Linked DNA regions of Gossypium hirsutum: all the other regions are linked to region 1. The links are chromatin contacts, called in public Hi-C maps. All regions are on one chromosome and are shown on one strand. The core of a region is the stretch at or near the end of the contact, and the rest is flanking DNA. Distances in the headings are between cores, read along the strand shown.

What was found. A called contact is a pair of places that touch in the nucleus more often than the background predicts.
Region 2: a contact with region 1 is called in a Hi-C map of leaf, with 3 times the contacts expected there. The contact joins the enhancer-like site here to the promoter of LOC107910037 in region 1. A contact is called at or near these places in 8 of 34 Hi-C or Micro-C datasets (callus, hypocotyl, leaf and 1 more).
Region 3: a contact with region 1 is called in a Hi-C map of leaf, with 2.0 times the contacts expected there. The contact joins the promoter of LOC107910033 here to the promoter of LOC107910037 in region 1. A contact is called at or near these places in 9 of 34 Hi-C or Micro-C datasets (anther, hypocotyl and leaf).

What each region holds. Positions count from the first base shown.
Region 1 is chrD02:54,653,973-54,657,306 of Gossypium_hirsutum_v2.1, reverse strand. LOC107910037 (protein WVD2-like 7) reads right to left here and starts at 1,505. Exons shown (of 9, transcript XM_016837776.2): 1 at 1,135-1,505; 2 at 1-289. The coding sequence starts at 1,176.
Region 2 is chrD02:54,451,832-54,455,165 of Gossypium_hirsutum_v2.1, reverse strand. It overlaps LOC107909918 (ATP-dependent DNA helicase homolog RECG, chloroplastic), which reads right to left. Exons shown (of 19, transcript XR_001687402.2): 17 at 3,224-3,334; 18 at 2,579-2,729; 19 at 1,924-2,174. Among protein-coding and RNA genes, the nearest start is that of LOC107909918, 15 kb to the right of the region's middle. Within about 2 kb of position 1,460, at least 8 of the 9 cell types and tissues checked have an H3K27ac peak or open chromatin away from gene starts, as enhancers often do. A contact at or near this core is called in hypocotyl and leaf, where this site is marked.
Region 3 is chrD02:54,797,000-54,800,333 of Gossypium_hirsutum_v2.1, reverse strand. LOC107910033 (putative 1-phosphatidylinositol-3-phosphate 5-kinase FAB1C) reads right to left here and starts at 1,567. Exons shown (of 13, transcript XM_016837766.2): 1 at 1,228-1,567; 2 at 792-845.

The DNA.
Region 1 (3,334 bases), core at 256-2,755:
GATTTTCAACCACTTGGTATTCTCTGTAACCCTCGTTCTCCACGGCATCATTCTCACAGGTTTGATCTTCACCTCCAGTTTGGCCCTCGGATGAACCTTGGAGAAGAAGTGCCTTCTTCCTGAAGTGAGCTTCAAAGTAAGCTTTCTTCTCTATAACTAAACCTGGTTTCGAGAATTTCTCAACCTCTTCAAGATATTTATTGTGTGAGAAAGAGGATCTCCTTTCCCAAGCTAAGGGCTCATTTTCAAATCTGCCAAATGATATAGAACCAGAATGCAAAGATTCTGTCTGCCAAGATTGAAAAGAATGTGGAGTTAGAATAAATCAAATAGGTGGACAAGTTATCAGAGAATAAAGTAAATCGTATTTTATGATCCAGTTCATGGATCAGAAACTCATAAAAATGGTTAGCAAGATCAAAATTCACCAGCACTTAAATACCCATTGGTAGAGGTACTTGAGATACCGTAAGCCATTATAGCTAAAGACAATCTTCTGTAGATTTTCAACTTCTCAAAAATAATATAGTAGACATTTCTAATGACACAAAAGTGGTTCCATAGATAATTTGAAGTTTGAAAAAGAATAACTAACATATCTAATACTATAATTATAAGTTAATGTCAAAACTAATGGCTAACATACATACCATCTCCTAAGAACAATTGCATTTCTTTGTCTGAGATACATTATGTATGTTTTTGTGAATACATGACATTTTATTCAATAATATCATCAAAAATTGAGATAGGAAACAGTGATCATGATCAAACTAGAACTAATCGAGATATGGACTAGAGAAACTGAAACCTAAATAGCAAGTAAATGAACTTGAGTCATCCAAAAGGGGATATATATGTACAAACTATGAACATGAAGTAAGTTCGTTTTGCAAATGAAGTGAACCAACCACTACAATTTTTTTTTCTTGTTTTAAACTTCATAAGTGAGATTATCATTTCATTAGTTAAAAACAAATTGAGATTCCACCATTTCTAAACATAAACCGGTTTCACAATATTCAGTAAGCACTACAACAATTATCCAGTTGACAAATATAATTCCATTGATGAAACACATAATAGAAATTCCAAACACCTAACCAAAAGGAAAGAAAGAGCAAGAAAATTTACCAGAAAACTAATGTTGAAAGGCTCTTGAAACTCTCCCGCCATTCGCAGCAGTTACCTCAAAATTCAAGAGTGAGGAAGCTACATCCCCAGCGTATCAAACGGATCCAGTCAATCAAATTCAAAACAAAACACATTTCTTCACAACTTCAACAGTAATACACGAATCTTAACTAAAAGTGCTTTGCGAGTAACACGCCAAAAACAAAAAAAGCCAAAGCTCCAAGGTTTTTTTTTGTTTTGTTTGTTTTTCTCGTTTATTTTCAGATCTTTCTAAAAAAAGGAATAAAAATTGTGAATTTGTTTGTGTATAGTAGTAAGAGTAGAAAGTTTGTGAACGTAATGAAGAGCTTAAAAAGGTTGATCCATCAATTCAATCATTATTTATTTATTTTCGTTAAAAAAAACCCTTTTATCATGTGGGGTTGGTTGTCCTTTTTGTCTTGTCCTCATCAGATCATCACCGCACTTATAATCGGACGGCTGTGATTATGGATCAGACTTCAGAGGAGGAAGAAGATCTAGAGAAAGCTCGCATTCGGATTGGGAACGACACCGTTTTCTGGTATGGTTGGCAATGCAAGTGTTGGGTAATGTCCCACGTTTGAGCTTCATTTATCTGTTGTTGACTTTCCCAGCAGTGCTTTTACGACTTATGGTCACTATGGGGTCTCTGAAGGCCGAGAATACTTTTAACATTTTTTTCTTAAGTTACTTAAAGCTTATTTTATATTATAATTTGTAAGAGATTAATAAGATTAATCCACTGTTTATGTACAATTTTTCATGTAATTTTTTTTTGAAATAATAAAATCGAAATCTTTTAAGTTTAATTTCCGCTATATATTTGTTAAAAAAAATTCCATCATCATGTGGCTATTTATTCAATATTTGTTTCTTTTTTTTAATTAGAATCAAATCATTTTAATCAATTTAATTGTAGTATAAAAAATATATAAACTTGATGAGTAAATTTTTTTTGTTGCGTCTCATTAAATGGGACAATCGAATATTTATATACATGGTTAGTGTTTATAAAATTAATTTTCTTAGTAGACTCTATGCATACAGGACATGTGTACTATTCTAGGTTGTTTACTAGACTTCGTGACCCCACATGCAAGCTCCTTAGATATATATGAGCAGAGACAACAAGCTCCCCTTGCGAGCACCAAGTGAGTGTAAACTGAGACCGCAAACTTCCTTTACAAACTTCCAGATCACGGGTGGGCGACCTGGACCTTATCTGATTCTCGAGTTAATGATCATAAGTACATAACAAAACCTTTTAAAAATAAGATAATATATAATTAAAAATTTTAATTAATATAAATGAGATTTATAATCATTTTAATATTCTCATTAAATCAAAGCGTTTAATCTTTATATAGAAATATATATAACATAAAAATCAATTGATATTTTAATTAAAATTATAAAATTACATATTTAATATTTAATGTGCCCTTTATTCAAATCAAATCACATCATAATAATATAAATTATTTTATAAAAAAAAGAACGAAATTTTAATAATTACCTAATGAAATTGAAATTTGATTAATAAATCCAATTAATTCAATTAAAAATTTTGTCATAATAGAGATATATGGATTATTATCCTATCGGAAAATTAGAATCAATTAGATATCGTGGGTAATATGCCTATCGGAAAAAAAACAATTGAAAGTTTATTTTTTAATCTAGTAGGGGTTGCAAACTAAACTACTAATGTAATTTGTTCTCTCTTCTGGATCTTTATATTTATTAATATTTCTTGTTTAATAAAATGATTGACTAAATTTATTTTTATTATAGATTTAATGATATTTGTTGGAGATAAATTCAAATTAAGCAACAAACAAGAATGAATAAAGAAAATTAGATACAAATATTTACATAAAAAAACTCAAAGATAAAAAACCACGGGTAAAGAAAAACTTCACTAAAAACGACGAATAACCGAAGAAGAGTATAAGATAGAAAAAAATTAAAACAATCCCTCAAATCTTAAAAAATACAAAGCTCTCTGGCTAAACATAAATTTCCCCCTTAAACTCTTTTTTGTAGGTTGCTAAAAGCCTTATTTATATGCTAAAATTCATGAGCTAATCTGATTAAAATATCCCTAGAGTAATCAAAGTTTAAGTGAGAAAAAATATTAGAGTATAACTAGGAGAAGAAACGCAATTTATGTGGGAAC
Region 2 (3,334 bases), core at 211-2,710, 200 kb after region 1:
CGAAATATGGGAGGGTTTAGGTAAAAATATAGGCCCGAAATATGGGTTTGGGCAAAAAAATGAGGCCCGATTAGAAAACGGGCCAAGCCTCGGGCACCACTTTTTTTACCCGGGCCTGGCCCGGCCCGGCCCGAATATAATAAATATTTTTATTTTTTTATTTTTTTTAATTTTAAAATACTTTTAAAATACTTTTTTTAAATTTTTTTAATTTTAAAATACATTTTTAATTTTTTTTTAATTTTAAAATAATTTTAAAATAATTTTTTTTAATTTTTAAAATAAATTTTTGATATTTATTTAAAAACGGGCCGGGCCCGATCGGGCCCGGGCTTATGAATTTTTTCCCGGGCCGGGCCTGGACAAAATTCTAGGCCCATATTTTGGGCCGGGTTAAAATTTTTTCTGGGCCCGACCCAAACCCGGCCCGGCCCGGCCCATGAGCAGCTCTATTATAGATGTTACAAATAGCAATAGTATGTCATGTGGTACCAATAAGTGCCAAATGGTGGGTCCTTCATAGGCTAGTAAGTCGGTCCATTGGGAATCTTCTTGAAAAAGTCTGAACTTTTGTTTCCCGGCCCACACCATACTGACTTGTTTTACCGATCAAGTAATTGATTTCTTTTTATGTTTGAATTAGGAAATATTTTGTTTTCAAAATCATAATTAACTATATAATTCGATTTAGTCCCTTACTATTTAACAAAACAGAAGATACAATGAATTGCTAATTAATTCAAAATCAAAGTGGGTGGTGGACTTATTGGGCTGTTGCGTCTACCCCACTAACACACACACCTTGTGCTAATCGTCCCCATATGTCCATCTAACCATGCGTGCATGCTATGCTACCATCCCAACTTCTCTTCTCAATGCCTTCATCAACTCCCAAGTCGGTGTTTAACATTTATAATCCCTTCTCTTATTCTCGAACTGCTTTCAGCCCGTGATCATGCCTTTTCTTTTGTTTCTTGTCGAGTGGGGTGGGACTGGGGGGGGCTCTAATCTAAAACCTTAACAAGCGAATGCCAAATTCAAAGTCCAAAGCACATGGCTTAAATTGGTCAAATGTAGCACATTGTTTACACTTTTTTCTTTGTTTCAGATGAACTTTGTCCAAAGGGAAGTGCCATCCTAGTGTAAATACTTAGCTTTAAATCAAATGATTGTGATTAAATCTTAGGTTGGATGTAACAGTAAGTGGATAAGCTACCAATCTTTAAACCCCACACAACCCATTTTTGGACCTAAAAGGTTCACAAAAAACCTTTAACCAAGAACAAGAATCTAGGACCATGGTCTTAACAATGGGTGGTGGGGAATGGTTGTTAAAGCAAGCTTTACCGACCAATGTGGTAGGGTTTCTGAGAGCCAAGACGCGTGAGCCACCATTATATGCATAAGATCTCTGTGACTGATAATGCCTTGTAGACTCGGTCAAACCTGTCCAAAATCCGAGTTACCCGTCCCGACCTCTTTAATAAATCTTGGACAGTCTTTGTATAGCTCAGGTCAACCTGTCTTGACTAGATCTTTTTTGATTGGGCCTCATTCTTATCTTATCTGGACCAACAATAAAATTGTTTGGCCCAACTTCCTGGATTCCTTTATAACTTATGTATGCTGAAGTCTTATTTATGTGGCTATTGATAGGACCAATTCTAACTTTTAATTATATCTTCACAATTATAACAAACACAAAGATTACTTGTCATGTTATGCACCCTATGGCTTGGACTGAAACTTCACCATTTTCACAGTTTTGAGTTGACTCTCCTCGATACATCAATCTCAATCTCGAGTAACGATGCTTAAGATAAGGTTCAATCATAACTAGAAAACAAAGTAATAATTAAAGAGGAAAGAATATTATGAGGCTGATCAACTTTGATTTGCACCAATGAGAATTTGGTCCAATTGTGGGGAATTGCTCAATCATGACTGTTTATCATATCAAAAACTCCGAAGACCTTCCATGTGAAAAGAACATCCTTTTTAAGATGGTGTCACTCGACCACAAAAAGAGCCCTTGCTCTAATGGCTCTTGTAATGGGAGATGGAGACGACATGTTGAGTTTAGGGTTTCCACCACAGAGTATAGGTTACAAATTTTATGAACAAGGGCCAGCCAATTGTAATGGAAAAACCAACGCCTTGAAAATCATAAAGTCCTACAAGAAAATAAAGATTTGAGTTTGTAGGGAAAGGTGTCTTTGTCTCAGACAAGATCATAGGGTTGTCCCCCTTGGGTTTATGTGAAAGGGGGGGAACCCCTCCTGTTTTGCTAGCTGTTGTTGCCCCAATTGACTTCCCCTTTCATCAAAGATTTGTCATAATCCCAAAACAATGAAACACACACGGAAACTGCCTCGCTATCTATTGGAATACACGGAATCAAAAACAATGTGCAATTTTAAAGAATGTCTGAATATAACTTTTAATGGGAACTGCCTAGATGCTGACTGTAATAAAATATAAATGACAGCATCACATTAAAATGAGGATGCAACAAAAGAGCAAGTAAACCACCTAAACACAATGCTATACAAGCAAAGGGCTCACTAACAAGCCATACCTGCAGTCTCTGTCCAAATATTTAACTGAAACCTTGAAATCACCATGCCAGCTACAGCTCAATCACCAAGAATACAGAGTGGCTGTCGCATGCTAAGTTCTGCTTTCAGTGCTGGAAAAAGTTCCAAGTCGTGAGAATAACTTAGGACTTTCTGCATACAGAAAAACCAGTGTTTGTATTATAGATAATGGACACAAAGCACACATGACCTAACAGTAGAACTCATTCTGAGAGATAAATTAATACAATATGGTATCCGGATTTTAAAACAAAGACATGACATTATCAGTAGTTCAGAACCATATCTAGAGTACAGTTACCAAAAACTAGGTTTGGTTCTTTTAATAGTGATTTTACTGCTAGGAGTGTATGTTCAAATGATTTTTTTCACACAAACAATAAAGAAACACCTATATATTAGACATCACAGAAATGCGAAATGCAGAAATACTGCACAAGCAGCAGCGGCTGTTTAGAAAAAACTAGTATCTCAATCAAGGATGAGGAATTGAGGATACATGAATTCACTGTAGTGGATAACTATAAGAAGGACACACTATACCTTATTGGATGAAATGCCTATCTAAAATGAAATTAAGCAAAACAAAGAGCAATTATATAATAAGGGCAAGGGAATAAATTTACCAATGCAGCAACATGTGCCTCTTGCAAAATATTCCCATCCATTTCCAATCTAGCAATAGGAAATTCAGGAAGGTGCCCAGACTGTTTTTTTCCAAGTAAATCACCAGGTCC
Region 3 (3,334 bases), core at 318-2,817, 140 kb before region 1:
ATGAGCCTGAATTTTTAGTTGAGCCCAGCCCGGCTCAACCCATGAGCACCTCTAGACCCAGATAGCTCAAGCTAAAAATTATAGACGGATATCATGTTTTATTTGCTAAGACTTATGGGTGGGTAAAATTTGATTTAGAAAATAAAAAATAAATTCGAGTTATTTGACAAATTTGAATAAATAACTCTAGTTTCAAATTCGAATCGAGTTTGAATTTTACAATTTGAATAACATGAATAATTTGAATAACAAATTGATGCAAATATCCTTTTGGTCCCTATTAATTTTGAAAATGAGCAAATTGGTCTCTCAACAAAATTTACAAAAAAATTCAAAATAATTTTTTAAATTCAAAATATTTATAAAAATTCTAATTTTTTTTAAAAAATTCTAAAAATATATATAAAGAAAGTTAAAATTTTAATTTTTTTTCTAAAATAATAATTTTGGGACCTATATAGGTTAATTAATGATTCAAGTTTATCATACTAAAGTATCTTTTTTTTTAAATTTTTTAATTTAACTCGAACAATTTCACACTATTTGACTTGACTCAAATTTCATTTCACTCAACTTAATTCAAAAAAATTTTAAATCGAGTTAGATGATAAAATAAAGCTCGTCAACTCGATTAACTCAAAAATTTTTCACTTAATTCAGTCCAACATTCGGGTAGGCTAAAATTAGGAATCCATCTTTTATTATCAAACTTATCAACTTTACCATGATATCTCTAGGTTTAGATAACAAAAAATATATATATTTTATATTAAAATTTTACTTTAACTAACCTCAAAATTAGATCCAAACAGTTGATCAACCCCTAAAGAGTTCTTTATCAACCCCTGTAAAAGTTGAATGGAAGAAACAAAAAACAATTTCACTTCCCCATAGCAAATTAAATCAATTCATTAGTGCAGGCAATGCGGAAACAAATCATAGGGAGAATCGAAACACCAAATAACAAGAAGAAGAAGGAAGAAAGGGAACTTTGAAATTTGATACAAAATTCCTCTAATTGATTTCGGCAACCAAGCAAGAACACAACCCCAAACTTGGAAAACATGCATTAACTCAAGAAGAGCTCCCCTTAAGAAAAGAAACAAAAAAGAGAAAGAACTCAACAGAGATATTGCCAGAGAAGAAGGAATAAATGAAGCATGCAATGAAAACCGGTTTAGATCAAAGTATAGGTTTGAACAAAGGTTGAAGTTATGTAAACAATACCTATTATCATAGATTGGACTGAGGTTAGGGACAACTATAGTATGATGGGTTGCCACGATCATTGCTTCTCTCTTTCTAAATGGTAGCAGCCTTAAAGGAAGAAGTGAAGAACCCAAAAAACAGATTCAGTTTATTACAGGTAAGGTGGGTTTGGTAGCATTTGGTTTGGTGAGAAGATTGCATCTGCAAAGGTGTGTATGACTATGTCCTGCCTCTGCCTATAAATGTTGCTTTCTCTCCTCCCTACTTTTTTCAATTTTTTCTGCATTCTTTATAATATTATTATGCTGTTGGCATTTTCTTTGGGTGCTTTTTATATAATGTTGAATATTAAAAAGCTGAAGTGTTTTTTTTATAGATTCAAAACTTAAATAGAAAGAATTGAATGATACATTATTGAAAAATGATCATGGTACAAAATAATGAGGCCAAATTAGAAGGTGATAATGAGTGAGTAGATTCCCCTCCAATTACATCATGTTTATACAAGTATAGTCACTTAAAAGCAAAAGGATAAGAGTAGAGTAAGCCGCCCACCCTTCACATTTTTCTTCATCACATCATCATAACTACATGGGTTGATTTCACTTTTGCAATGGCTGGTGTAAGAACCCATGCCCATCTATTAAAATATTATTCTTGTCAAATCAAGACAATAAATGCCCCACTTCTGCATTTCCTTTATTCTAAAATTTGAAATTTAGTGACAGGGAAAATATTAAAAGAAAAAAACCCCAAAATCCTAAATTAACCCTACTATGTTTTGATAATTATAATAATTTTTTTATTTTTCTTTTGGAACATGGAATGAAAAATAAAGTAAAAAGAAATAATTCAAACTTGAAAGAATTTTAAAAGAATATCCAAATTAAAAAATTTAATATAAATTTATCTAAAATAATTAAATTATACAAGTAAATATTACTAAATTCACCATCATTCTACAGTTGGCATGTTCTGCTTCACTACCCATCCCACTCCAATATGAATATATAATCTTAAAAACCAATATCACCTCCATGGATGTTAGATGAATCTATCTCATCCCATCCTGTTTCGCTTCAATTTAAATTTTGCTAATTATCTTTAATATTTTCAATCTGTTAAAGTTAAGTAAACATTTAAGCATAAAATATATATTTTTTTATAAAATATTATTACAATTTTACGCTTTTAATAATTATATATATAAAGATAAAACGATAATTTCATATTTACCATATTTACTCCATACCCACCATCCAAGAAAAAAACAATCTACCCTATTCCATTCCACATTTACCTTTTGAAAAATAAAATTTACTCCATTTAAAATTTATCAGACGGTTCGAATTTTATTGATCCGTTGTGTAGCAACAAGTTGAAATCCTAAGGAAGCATTGGCACGATGTTATAGTGTCATCATTCACTTTTATGATGAAATAATTAGTCCCAAAGTGAAAACATTACCCTTTTGGTATACATCGATAGAATGGTTCATAAATTTGGAGTAAAATGTTGTGCTTTCGTATCAATGATTTGTTCAAAGAAATTAGAAGAATACATAATTACTTTTTTTAATATTAGATGGTCAATATGTGTATTTGCAAATATGATTCCCTTCATCAACCCAGCGATATGACAAGTCATGAATCACTTATTCTTTGATATGTTTTAAAAAACTTTTCATAAATTAATTTTCAATTAATAATATATCATCACACTGCTAATGAGAAAGGGAATAGAGATATATGGACTTTTTTATTGGATGATGTGATGTCAAATCTAACTATAAACAAAAATAAGGTTTTGTTTTCGGGTAATTTATCAAAAAAAGTTTATTTTTTTAAAAATTTATTGAAATTGGCTCAGTATTTTATTATTTATCGGAATGGGCCCTTTTCTTCGAAATCGCGTCCACGTCAGCGCGATGTCAGGGGATGTTCCAGGAAATAGCGGCCACGTCAACTCGCTTTGCTGACCTGGCAACAAATCACGTCCTCTGGAGTGTGATTTGTGTCCACGTCAGCAAAGCACGCTGACGTGGACGCAATCTGACCTGTGCGTGAACAGTGCAACGGTCAAATTTTTTACCGTTGCCCCCTCCCAACGGTAAAAAAAACTATAA